Regions from separate parts of the Mus musculus genome. Here region 2 is linked to region 1. Evidence: chromatin contacts called from public HiChIP or PLAC-seq data. All regions are on one chromosome and are shown on one strand. Each heading gives the region's core, a stretch centred on a gene start, on an enhancer-like site or on the middle of the called end of the contact. The rest is flanking DNA. Distances are from core to core; before and after follow the strand shown.

Region 1 (4,888 bases), core at 1,504-4,003:
AATTCAAAGAGTCCCTCCCTGCTCTCTAGTCTTTGTCCTCTTTGAAAGATGATTGCTTCATGTTCCCCTTGGCGCTGCTTGGTCCCTCTCAGGTGCTTTGTATAGCAAAGGCTCTGCCTCGAGCCCTACTGTGGCTAATAACAGAAATTTGGTACCTTAGTACCAGTCAGTAATAATGTTCGTGCAGAAGGCTTGACCACTCTAATCCATCTTCCCAAAAATAGGAAGGAAGATGTCTGAGTCTGTGCTTGGACATAAACATCTCTTGTGTTTACCAACCAAATAGAGTTCTGTCTCTACACACAACTTTACCCTGTCATAGAAGGGGGGCCAAGACTTTGTCCCAATGTGATTGCCACTCAAACCCAATTCCCACTTCAGAGAATTGCTTTTTAGTCGTATGTGTCCCTAGTCTCCTGACCACCAGAATTAAGGAGAGGATGTGAGGAGTTTTGCTATTCCCTATATCTCTGGGTGGAAGTAGGAAGGGCTGTCTGTATGTGCTGTCCATGACTGAACAGAGGGATGCATGTGAGAGACTTCATGTGAGCCTGAGGAACAAAGTCCCCCTCGTGCCAGCCTTTACCCTTGACCATGCTATTCCTTGCTCTACAGAGGCAGACAGGCACCCTCGCAGGTGGTGGCGGCAGCCATGGTGGGTCCGCCGAGCTCAGTGCCCTGCGGCTGTCTGAACAGCTGCGGGAGAAGGAGGAACAGATCCTGGCTCTAGAGGCGGACATGACCAAGTGGGAACAGAAGTATTTGGAAGAACGGGCTATGAGGCAGTTCGCCATGGACGCGGCTGCCACTGCGGCTGCCCAGCGCGATACCACTCTCATCCGGCACTCCCCCCAGCCCTCGCCCAGCAGCAGTTTCAACGAGGGCCTGCTGCCAGGCAACCACAGGCACCAGGAGATGGAGAGCAGGTACCACAGGGTCAGGCAGGGGTATCTGCGGTCAGGGGTGGAACGGTGCTACCCAGTCTCTTCCCAGTGTCCTTTGTCCCTGGTAAATAGGCCCCACCCATAGCAGCTCTGTATGTTTGACATTCCAGAAATTATAGACAATTGTTTCCCTGAGTGAATCCCTGGTATTCGCAGGCTGGAGGTGGGTGGGTACCTCCTAAGCTCTGGCCACTTCTCCTTCTCTGTAAGAGATCTTCATCTGAGTCTTGCAATAATAGGTGGGCTTCCAAGGCCAAGAGGTCCTGCCTGCCCCAGGGAGAGATGTCTGGGTTTCTTTGCAACTTCTGTGAGGTGGGTGGGCTGGAGGAGCTGAGCCTGTGGGTCTGACAGTGTGACCTCCTCCCTGACAGATTGAAGGTGCTCCATGCTCAGATCCTAGAGAAGGATGCGGTGATCAAGGTCCTTCAGCAGCGCTCCAGGAAAGACCCTGGCAAGGCCACCCAGGGCACCCTACGGCCTGCCAAGTCGGTGCCGTCCATCTTCGCGGCTGCAGTGGGAACTCAGGGCTGGCAAGGGCTCGTATCCAGTGAGCGGCAAACTGATGCACGGCCAGCGGGAGGTATGAGGAGGCTTGGTGTGGGAGGGAAAGGGGTAGGAATTTTGGAATGCATATTACCAGACTCTCAGAATACACGCCCACTGAGACCAGGGCTTCCTGACCCCCTCTTCTAAGGGATCGGGTTTAGCCTTTGGCTCCCGTGACTGCAACCTACATGGGTCCTGCTAGTAGAGTGGATGGATGCTGGATACAGATAGATCTAGGCAAGGGTGTTCCTGAGCAAATACTAAGAAATCCTAGATTCCAGCTACAAAGAAGGGCCACAGAACATTGATGCCTATCCTGACCCCATTTATTCCTATTTTAAAAGAGGAGTCTTGCTGGGCGTGGTGGCGCACGCCTTTAATCCCAGCACTCGGGAGGCAGAGGCAGGCGGATTTCTGAGTTCGAGCCCAGCCTGGTCTACAAAGTGAGTTCCAGTACAGCCAGGGCTATACAGAAAAACCCTGTCTCGAAAAAAAACAAAAAAACAAAAAAAAAGAGGAGTCTTTTCATTCTATTAGACAGCTTGCAAATTAAGAACTACCCAGTCCACCAAGTTTGCTTGGGGTGTCCTCCATTGGGACCGTGTCTCCTACATCAAGCTGTACCCATCAGTGTCCATTCTTTCTTACAGACCGGGTCCCAGCAGAGGAGCCTCCGGCCACAGCTCCTCTCCCTGCCCACACCAAACATGGCAGCAGAGACGGGAGCACCCAGACGGATGGCCCTGCAGACAACACCTCTGCCTGCTTGGCCTCAGAACCCGATGGCCTCCTGGGGTGCAACAGTAGCCAGAGGACACCCTCTCTGGGTAAGCACCCCACTTGGTTAGATGAGGGTTGGGAACATGGTAGAGGTGCAAACTGGAACGCATGGGCCCTGTTTTCCCCACGTTTCCGCAAACTCATCCACTGTGGAAAGCCCCACCGTAGCGAACTGAGGGTTGTTGGAAGTTGTCTCAATGGGAGGCAGGGCCATCGAGCCATTTCAGAAAGAAGGCAACGCAACAGGAAGCACTCTAACTCCTCCAGAGTTGCCCTCACATCCTCCTGTCAGTCCAGGAGCTTGACAAGTGAACTCAATGGTGATCTTGGGTTGGGAAGCTATTTGGAAGAGCCCAGAAAGGAGGAACTAAGCCTTTTCTCTTTCTACTCTTGTTTCACATTTGCCCTTGCATAGCTGCCTGTGTGTGCCCCATGATCTCAGAAAAACCACAGGCATGACAGGAACGCTACAGCCTGCTTCTAACCCTGGGAGCACCCTTCCACTGATCATTCAAGCTAGTTCAGAGTCTAAACACAGGCATGGGCTTCCTCGGCAGAGGGGAGGGGGCACAGCCTTGTGCTTAGTTGATCAAGGGAAGAGGAACCTAAGGGCTGAGGCAGCTTAGGGGAGGGGGTCTTGTTTAAAAAAGACCCTGTGTTGGGAGCTGAGGAGAACAAGTGGATAGTACTGACAGCATACACTTGTCTTCTTGTTTTTTCTCCAGACTCTATAGCTGCAACCAGAGTCCAGGATCTGTCAGACATGGTAGAAATACTGATCTGAAGGAAGGAGGCAGTGCCTTGGGGACCCCGAAGCCTGGCTCCCTCCTGGCATTCCGGCAGTTGTCTTCAAATGCTGTGCCTCACATCCTCCGACCAGTGATGCCTTGGTGCATGGGGCTCAGAGAGGAGCACCCCAGGGGAGCTAGCTAGAAAAGCCTGCACCCCCTAGAAGACTGCTTTTTGGCCTATATTTCTCCTATGACAATGAGGAAGGAAAAGCCAGACATCACCTGCAGCCGGAGGCCTGTTGCTGGGGCAGAAAGGAGCTGAGCCCCCTCCGTCCTGCCTGAAGGAAACAGCGGATTCTGACGCCCAAGAATGGCTGGGCACCAGCCGAGCGGTCTGCAGGGATCGTTAGGCCAGCTATGGTGTTCTGTGGCTAAGCATGGCTCCAGCCAACACTATCTGCTCTTCAGTCCCTGACTGACTTCCTCAGATCACTAAGACTTGAATCCTTGGGAGGTGGGGGACGATGGGAGTGTGAGTCTTTCGGGAGCCACCAGCATGTCCCCTTGGAGTAGGTTAGAGGTCACTTGAGAGGCCCCGCAGAGCAGTGTGTTTTGTATATAATTCTTTTTCCTTGGGAACAGAAGACTAAGCGTGCCGGTTCAGAGTCTCCTCCAGGGCTGTGCTGCCTGCCCCTGCTGCCACAGTTCTTGAAACATGTGACAGGTCTACCAGATGTTCCTCTGCCTGCAGTTCCTGGCTGTGGATTTTGATACTGGTTGGCTTTCCTCTGCTTTTTAAATCCCTGTGTTTCGTGCCCATGGGATTCTTATCACCAGCCTTTGTGAATGGCTCCACAGCTCCTATCCCTGGGACATCCTGTCAGTTTGGTTATAAACTGAGCCAGATGTGATGAGCCACCACAAGCGGACATCTGTCATGCCCAGCACCAGGTTCTCTTTGAAGAAACTGGAGAAGTTGTTCTCATAAATGTATTCGTTCCCACCAGCAGGGACTGGGAGAGGGAGCTATGTTGTTAAAACGAATCAGTGAACTTAAAGAAAAGTCCTCATTATGGTGCCCCCACCACAGAATGGCACCCTTAGAGGCTGGCTCCTCAAGTTTTGGTGCCCCAGCCCTGAAGCAGGGCCAGCTACTTGGAATTAGGTGAACTACCCCCACGTGGCAGACCACCAGCAGCAGTGACTTTGACTTCTGGTCTTAAAGCAACCCCCATTCAGCTCAAAAAGCGATTGGTGGATTTCAGATCTTTTGTGTTTTTCTCCTCTGGTTGTTTTGTTTGTTTTTCTTTCACTGTTTGAAGTTCTGTCTGTTGTTTGTTCCATTCCCATAGTTCTCTCTGCATTTCCTTTTTAAACATTTGCATTTGCTGGGCAATTGCGTATTTTTTTAATTCCCTTTCCCCTATGTAAAGCTGAGAAATACATCTGGTTCATGTACGTTGTTTACAAAGATAAAAGTTTTTAAAAAAAAAGGAGGGGGAAAAGAAGGCAAAAAAATATTGTGAAAGGAAAAAAAAAACAACTTAATATATTTTGGATTAATATTTGGTATTTCTTTTAAAGTATTTTTTTTGTGCTGTGAACGTTTTCTGCCAAAGACCATGACGTGTGTCTGTGTGTTTAAGTTATCATGAATATTTAAAGTGTAAACATGGCTGTTTTGTTACGCCACTCTGTACCAGGATTGCTGCTGCATTCCGCCAGGTATGACAGTATTTTAATAAAAAAAGAGCTTATAAGGAGATGTCTGTCTGTCTGTCTATTGGTTGAGACACAACCTAGGTTTGAGCCTCTAAGTTGCCCTCAAACCAGAAATTCTCCCACCTCAGCCTCCTTTCCTACGGTGGATTTACAGGTGTGTGCCAC
Region 2 (4,888 bases), core at 1,670-4,169, 350 kb after region 1:
TAAGGGTTTATCTATCTTGTTGATTTTTCTCAAAGAACCAGCTCCTGGTGTTGTTGATTCTTTGAATAGTTCTTTTTGTTTCCATTTGGTTGATTTCAGCCCTGAGTTTGATTATTTCCTGCCGTCTACTCCTCTTGGGTGTATTTGCTTCTTTTTGTTCTAGAGCTTTCAGGTGTGCTGTCCCCGCTGTCGTTGAAACTTTTTCTTGAGGACTTTGCCCAAAACATTTGCAAGATTTGGAGACTCAGAACCTTTTAACCCCAGCATAGTCTCTTTCTCGTGGAGAGCAACATCTCCAAATACACCAACAGCATCAGGCAAAAACATAGTGTGATATGACCTCCTCTGTAGCTGACAGATGACAGAGGAAAGCAGAACAAAAGAGGGGAACATTGCCTCGAGTGAGGGAGTGAGAAACTCACCACCGTTCTGCAGGCTGACTGGGGACCCAGAGAAGCTGGGGACCCAGAGAAACCTGAAAGCTTGGGGTCCTTGAGGTGGTTTTCAGTGGGAGTTTGGTCCCACCTCTGTCACCTGCCTGGCCTGAGTTCTAGATATGACACTCTTTGTTGCTATGAGGAAGTTATCCGTAAACAAAAAGGCCCTTCCATTGTGATGTCCCATAAATGCCAACATCCACTGCTACTGTTTATCAATGCACTACTCAGCCATCAGAACTTCCCCAAAGAAGATCAGTAAGAACAGCCATCGAAATCCACTTCGATGAAGTTCTGGCCCAGGATAGGAAGGCGAATGGACAGACCCAGATCAGTGAATCCATTTGTTTCAGGAGATGAACAGTCTATAAAAACCTCAGTGGCCTCCAAAGGTCTCAGCCAGCACCTAGCTGGGCCATAAGAGAAGGCAAATGTTTCTAATGACTTCACTGTAGCGTAGACCACTTCCTTCAACAGAGCTTCAGGCTGTCAGTCATTTTAACTCTGACAGTGGCATGGGTGTTTTCTGGCTAGACCTTTACAACTGAGTAATGGGTGGGTTTGGGTTCCCAGGGTCAGGAGAATGGAGAGGGCCATGATGTCCAAACCATGGCAGACTCACAGCCGGCTCCCACCGGCTCCGTTCAGATTCTGGGACAGCACTGGCCTAAGACAAACGGGGGTATGCAGGCACATCAGCCAGGCCAGGACCTCGTGCTGGGCTGGAGTGTGGTGCTGTTTCTTGGTCTTGCTTTGTTTGATTCTCTTCTCTTCCTGTCTCGCCTGGCAGCACACCAAGTTCTATACATCCGCAGCCTCCCGCCTGCCGCAGGGACTGCCTGTGCCCAGATTCCGTCTTCCACCCTGTCTGCGGAGACAATGGAGTCGAGTACCTCTCCCCCTGCCATGCTGGCTGCAGCAGCCTCAACGTGAGCTCAGCAGCTTCTAAGCAACCAGTAAGGACAACGACGAAGGGGGTCACAGGGGTCGACAGAACCACATGGAGCTTTGGGGCTCAGTGTGTCACCTCAAAAACCGTTCCTTGGCCGTCAGTATCAGCGTCTTAGCCCCCTCCACCATCTCTCATCCTTCTCTGCCCCGGGGTCATGACCAGATGCCCACAGCCCAAAGTCAGTTAAAGATTGGCTGGAGACCAACGAGTTCATTCTTGGGAACTTGGCAAAACAACAGAAACAAGTCCGAGCAGTCGCTCTCAGCGGAAACTTGTGACTGATACTAATGGCTCCCTGTGGCAGGGGGGAACTTCTGGGTTCTGGGTTCTGGGTTCAGGCCATATTACAGAGTCACATGGCCTGAGAGCAGAGGGTCCCCTGTGACTTGGACCTTAGAGGCCAGTGCTGGGAGCAGCAGTCGTTTCAAGCCCTCCTCTCCCAGGAGTGCCACAGAGTTGGCCTGAAGCCATGAAATTAAGTTCAAATCTAGGATTAGAAACAAAATCTCTCTTCACCTGGTCTTCAAGGCCATGTGTCTCCTTCTTAGACCTAGACCTATGGGGACTTGTCTGACAATATGTGAGGACAGTGACCCCAGGCCTTCTGGGATCAGGAAACAGCAAATGCCTCCTCCAGGTTTGTCTCTTAGTCAGAAATCCATGTGTGCAGCCACCATGTCAACCAAAAGCCCTGGTCTCACAGTTTACATCCAGTCCGATAAATGCACACGATAAATGCTGAGGGACTTCCTGAGGTGACTTACCCTTGAGCAAAGACCAGAAGAATCCTATGGAAACCTGGAAGCCCATTGCACTCGAGGGAAGCACAGGTGCCAGTGCACCAGAGAAGCTGAGGAAAGGCCTGGTCGGCGCTAAGCGACAAGTGTCACAGCTATCGGGACAAGGGATCAACAGGTCCAGAGCTGGGCAGGGCCAGGCAAGCCAGACTTAGGAGGGAGATTATTTCCCCTCTTAACTCCCTCTGATGAGAACAATGGAACGTCTATGTCATTACTATAGGATGCCCCCATAGGAAGAATGCACCTGTGTGTCGGCCATGTGTGTTGGCCATGGGCCAGGCTAGCCCCCACTTACCACCTCTTGCGAGGTCACAGAAAAAAGCTTCCCCTGTCTGTCACTATGGGCAAAGGCCCTTGGCTCTCAGGTAGAGAAGGGTGAGGAGCTAAGACAAGATGGCCCCTTAGTTTGCCTCTTAACTGGAAGAGTGGTGGCTTCTGTGGTTTTCTTATCTTTATTTACTCTCCGCTGACTCATCTACTTCCAGAAATAATCTTGACAAGCTTCCAATAACAGCACAAGTACATCAAGACAAAATCCATTACCATGATAGCAAGGGAAAAAATAATAAATTATAAGGGGGATAAAGTCTTAGTATTTTAAGATCCAGATTGCGGGAGGTTACGGCAATATCGTGTGTTAGGAACTTCTGAGCTTGAGGGCCACAGTCCCACTGACTGACAGAGGGAGGCCTCCTCTAGCTCATTAGTTGGCTCAGCCCCATAACAGCTCTGACACCAACGTCATCATAGGCTGGGCCATCAGCCACTGCAAGGAGGGAAGGCAAAGATGACCAGATGAACGGTGGCCGCCAAATGAGTCGAACAGCAGTGTTGAGCCACATAGAATTATGATGAGGCAGGGTCCTCCTCTGGGGGCTCTTCTTAGGTCAAAGTACACCTCTTCAGTGGGGAGTGCTACAGAGCATTCAAGAGACTCTGTTATTGTTTCCTCTACTCCCGGAACATACCTTCTCCCATAACAACTTGCGCAACCACTAGAGCGGGCTGGACCGGGAGGAGAGCTCCCAGGTTCCAGGCGCTGAGCTGATGAGGGTGCTTTGCCTGGTGATGGGATCTTGGGCATTCAGATGTTGGAAGACTGCAGGAGTTCATCCCATGCTGGACTCTTGGTGAAGACCATTTCTTTCTTTTTTTTATTTTAAAGATTTGTTTATTTATTTTATGCATGTGAGTGCACTGTCACTCTCTTCAGACACACCAGAAGAGGGCATCAGGTCTCATTACAGATGGTTGTGAGCCACCATATGGTTGCTGGGAATTGAACTCAGAACCTCTGGAAGAGCAGTCAGTGCTCTTAACCGCCGAGCCATCTCTCCAGACCGTGAAGACCATTTCTAATGTCCCCAAAGTGAAAGAGCCAGGACCCCATGGGGCACTCTAAAACCCTCATCTGACCTCTTCAGTCTTTGAATCCTAGCTTTTCCTCCATCCCTGGAGGGCTGAAGGGAGGGCAGAGGGATTCGTTCATATTAGAGGGAGGCAGTGTGGATATGTGAAACATACAGAGGTTAAATCATGACGTGGCCCCTCCTGTTCTTCAAGATCTATTTGAACTGTAGCTGTGTGACTGGAGGATCCGCATCGGCCAAGACAGGCTCCTGCCCTACATCCTGTGCACAGCTGCTGCTCCCGTCCATCTTCCTCATCTCCTTTGTGGCACTCATTGCCTGCGTCTCCCACAACCCCCTCTACATGATGGTCCTACGGTGAGTGAAATCTCTGAGCCTCTGGCTGCTGCTTCCACACCCTCTCTTTGACAGTACATCCTGTCTCCTACTCAGAGTCTCTCCTCCCTTAACTGGGGAGTCTTAACAGCAACCTACAAGTGTCTAATGGTGAGAAGACAATAGGTACACTGATGGCAGGAGTTCCCTGTCCCAGGAGGAGCTCCTGGTAGGGAAGCCTGGCCCAGGCTCCTAGTATCCATGAAACATAGGCCCTGTTGGCACCCCCATCTTTATTTGTGGGAAGTTAAATCATAGCCCGGGATGGTGGAACTGTCGAAAGGTTGAGCCGCAGGTTCAAGACAGGCTGTGGGTAAAGATTCACTTGTTCTTCAATATTAAAAGAGGAGAAATCAGCAAGTCAGAAACTGAGGAAAGTTCCAGAAGCAAAGCGAACACTGTGAGAAAGGGCTGAAAACGTGAAATTTGCAGGAGACTGGGGACTCAGTGCTCAGAGTGGAGGGACAAGGGACCAGGAACCAGGGTGGGGTCAAGAGAAGTGTCTGGTTTTTAATAGAGAGCGTTCCCTCTTCTCATTCTACCAAGAAGGAAAATGTAAGAAAAGAAAAAGAAAAAAGAAAAGAAATCTCACCCAAGTTCATCTAACCACCTCCTGCCTGCCTCTCTGACCTCCCATCCAGCCCCATCAGCTTACTTGGAAAGCAGAGAAGGAGAAACACAAAGGTTGAAAACTCCCTATCAGATTAAAAGTCTCTACTTGAGTGTCTTGGGTGTTGCCTGACCTCATGACTCCCAGTTTCCTTGACTATGAAAGGAAGATAGTGATACCCACCTCCAAGTGTGAGTGTGAGCAATTACAAGGTCAATCGCTTCGTAAACAGAAGCTCCTCTGCTGGGCGTGGTGGTGTCATCTATAAATCTAGTGCTTGGAAGTAGGAGAACCAAGAGTTCAAGGTCTTCTTTGCCTAGATAGTAAGTTACAAGCCAGCCTAA

What was found. HiChIP or PLAC-seq counts read pairs in DNA pulled down with a chosen protein or histone mark.
Region 2: a FOXA1 HiChIP or PLAC-seq map of pancreatic cancer cells shows a contact between it and region 1. The contact joins two enhancer-like sites. A contact is called at or near these places in 1 of 484 Hi-C or Micro-C datasets (muscle stem cells) and 2 of 115 datasets of contacts at active chromatin or transcription factors (embryonic stem cells and pancreatic cancer cells).

The regions. Positions count from the first base shown.
Region 1 is chr9:102,728,653-102,733,540 of GRCm38.p6, forward strand. It overlaps Amotl2 (angiomotin-like 2), which reads left to right. Exons shown (of 10, transcript NM_019764.2): 7 at 616-926; 8 at 1,316-1,524; 9 at 2,141-2,317; 10 at 2,996-4,765. The coding sequence ends at 3,054. Among named protein-coding and RNA genes, the nearest start is that of Gm5627, 8.6 kb to the right of the region's middle. Within about 2 kb of position 2,754, at least 57 of the 459 cell types and tissues checked have an H3K27ac peak or open chromatin away from gene starts, as enhancers often do. A contact at or near this core is called in pancreatic cancer cells, where this site is marked.
Region 2 is chr9:103,075,697-103,080,584 of GRCm38.p6, forward strand. It overlaps Slco2a1 (solute carrier organic anion transporter family, member 2a1), which reads left to right. Exons shown (of 14, transcript NM_033314.4): 10 at 1,228-1,393; 11 at 3,753-3,916. Among named protein-coding and RNA genes, the nearest start is that of Rab6b, 34 kb to the right of the region's middle. Within about 2 kb of position 2,920, at least 35 of the 459 cell types and tissues checked have an H3K27ac peak or open chromatin away from gene starts, as enhancers often do. A contact at or near this core is called in pancreatic cancer cells, where this site is marked.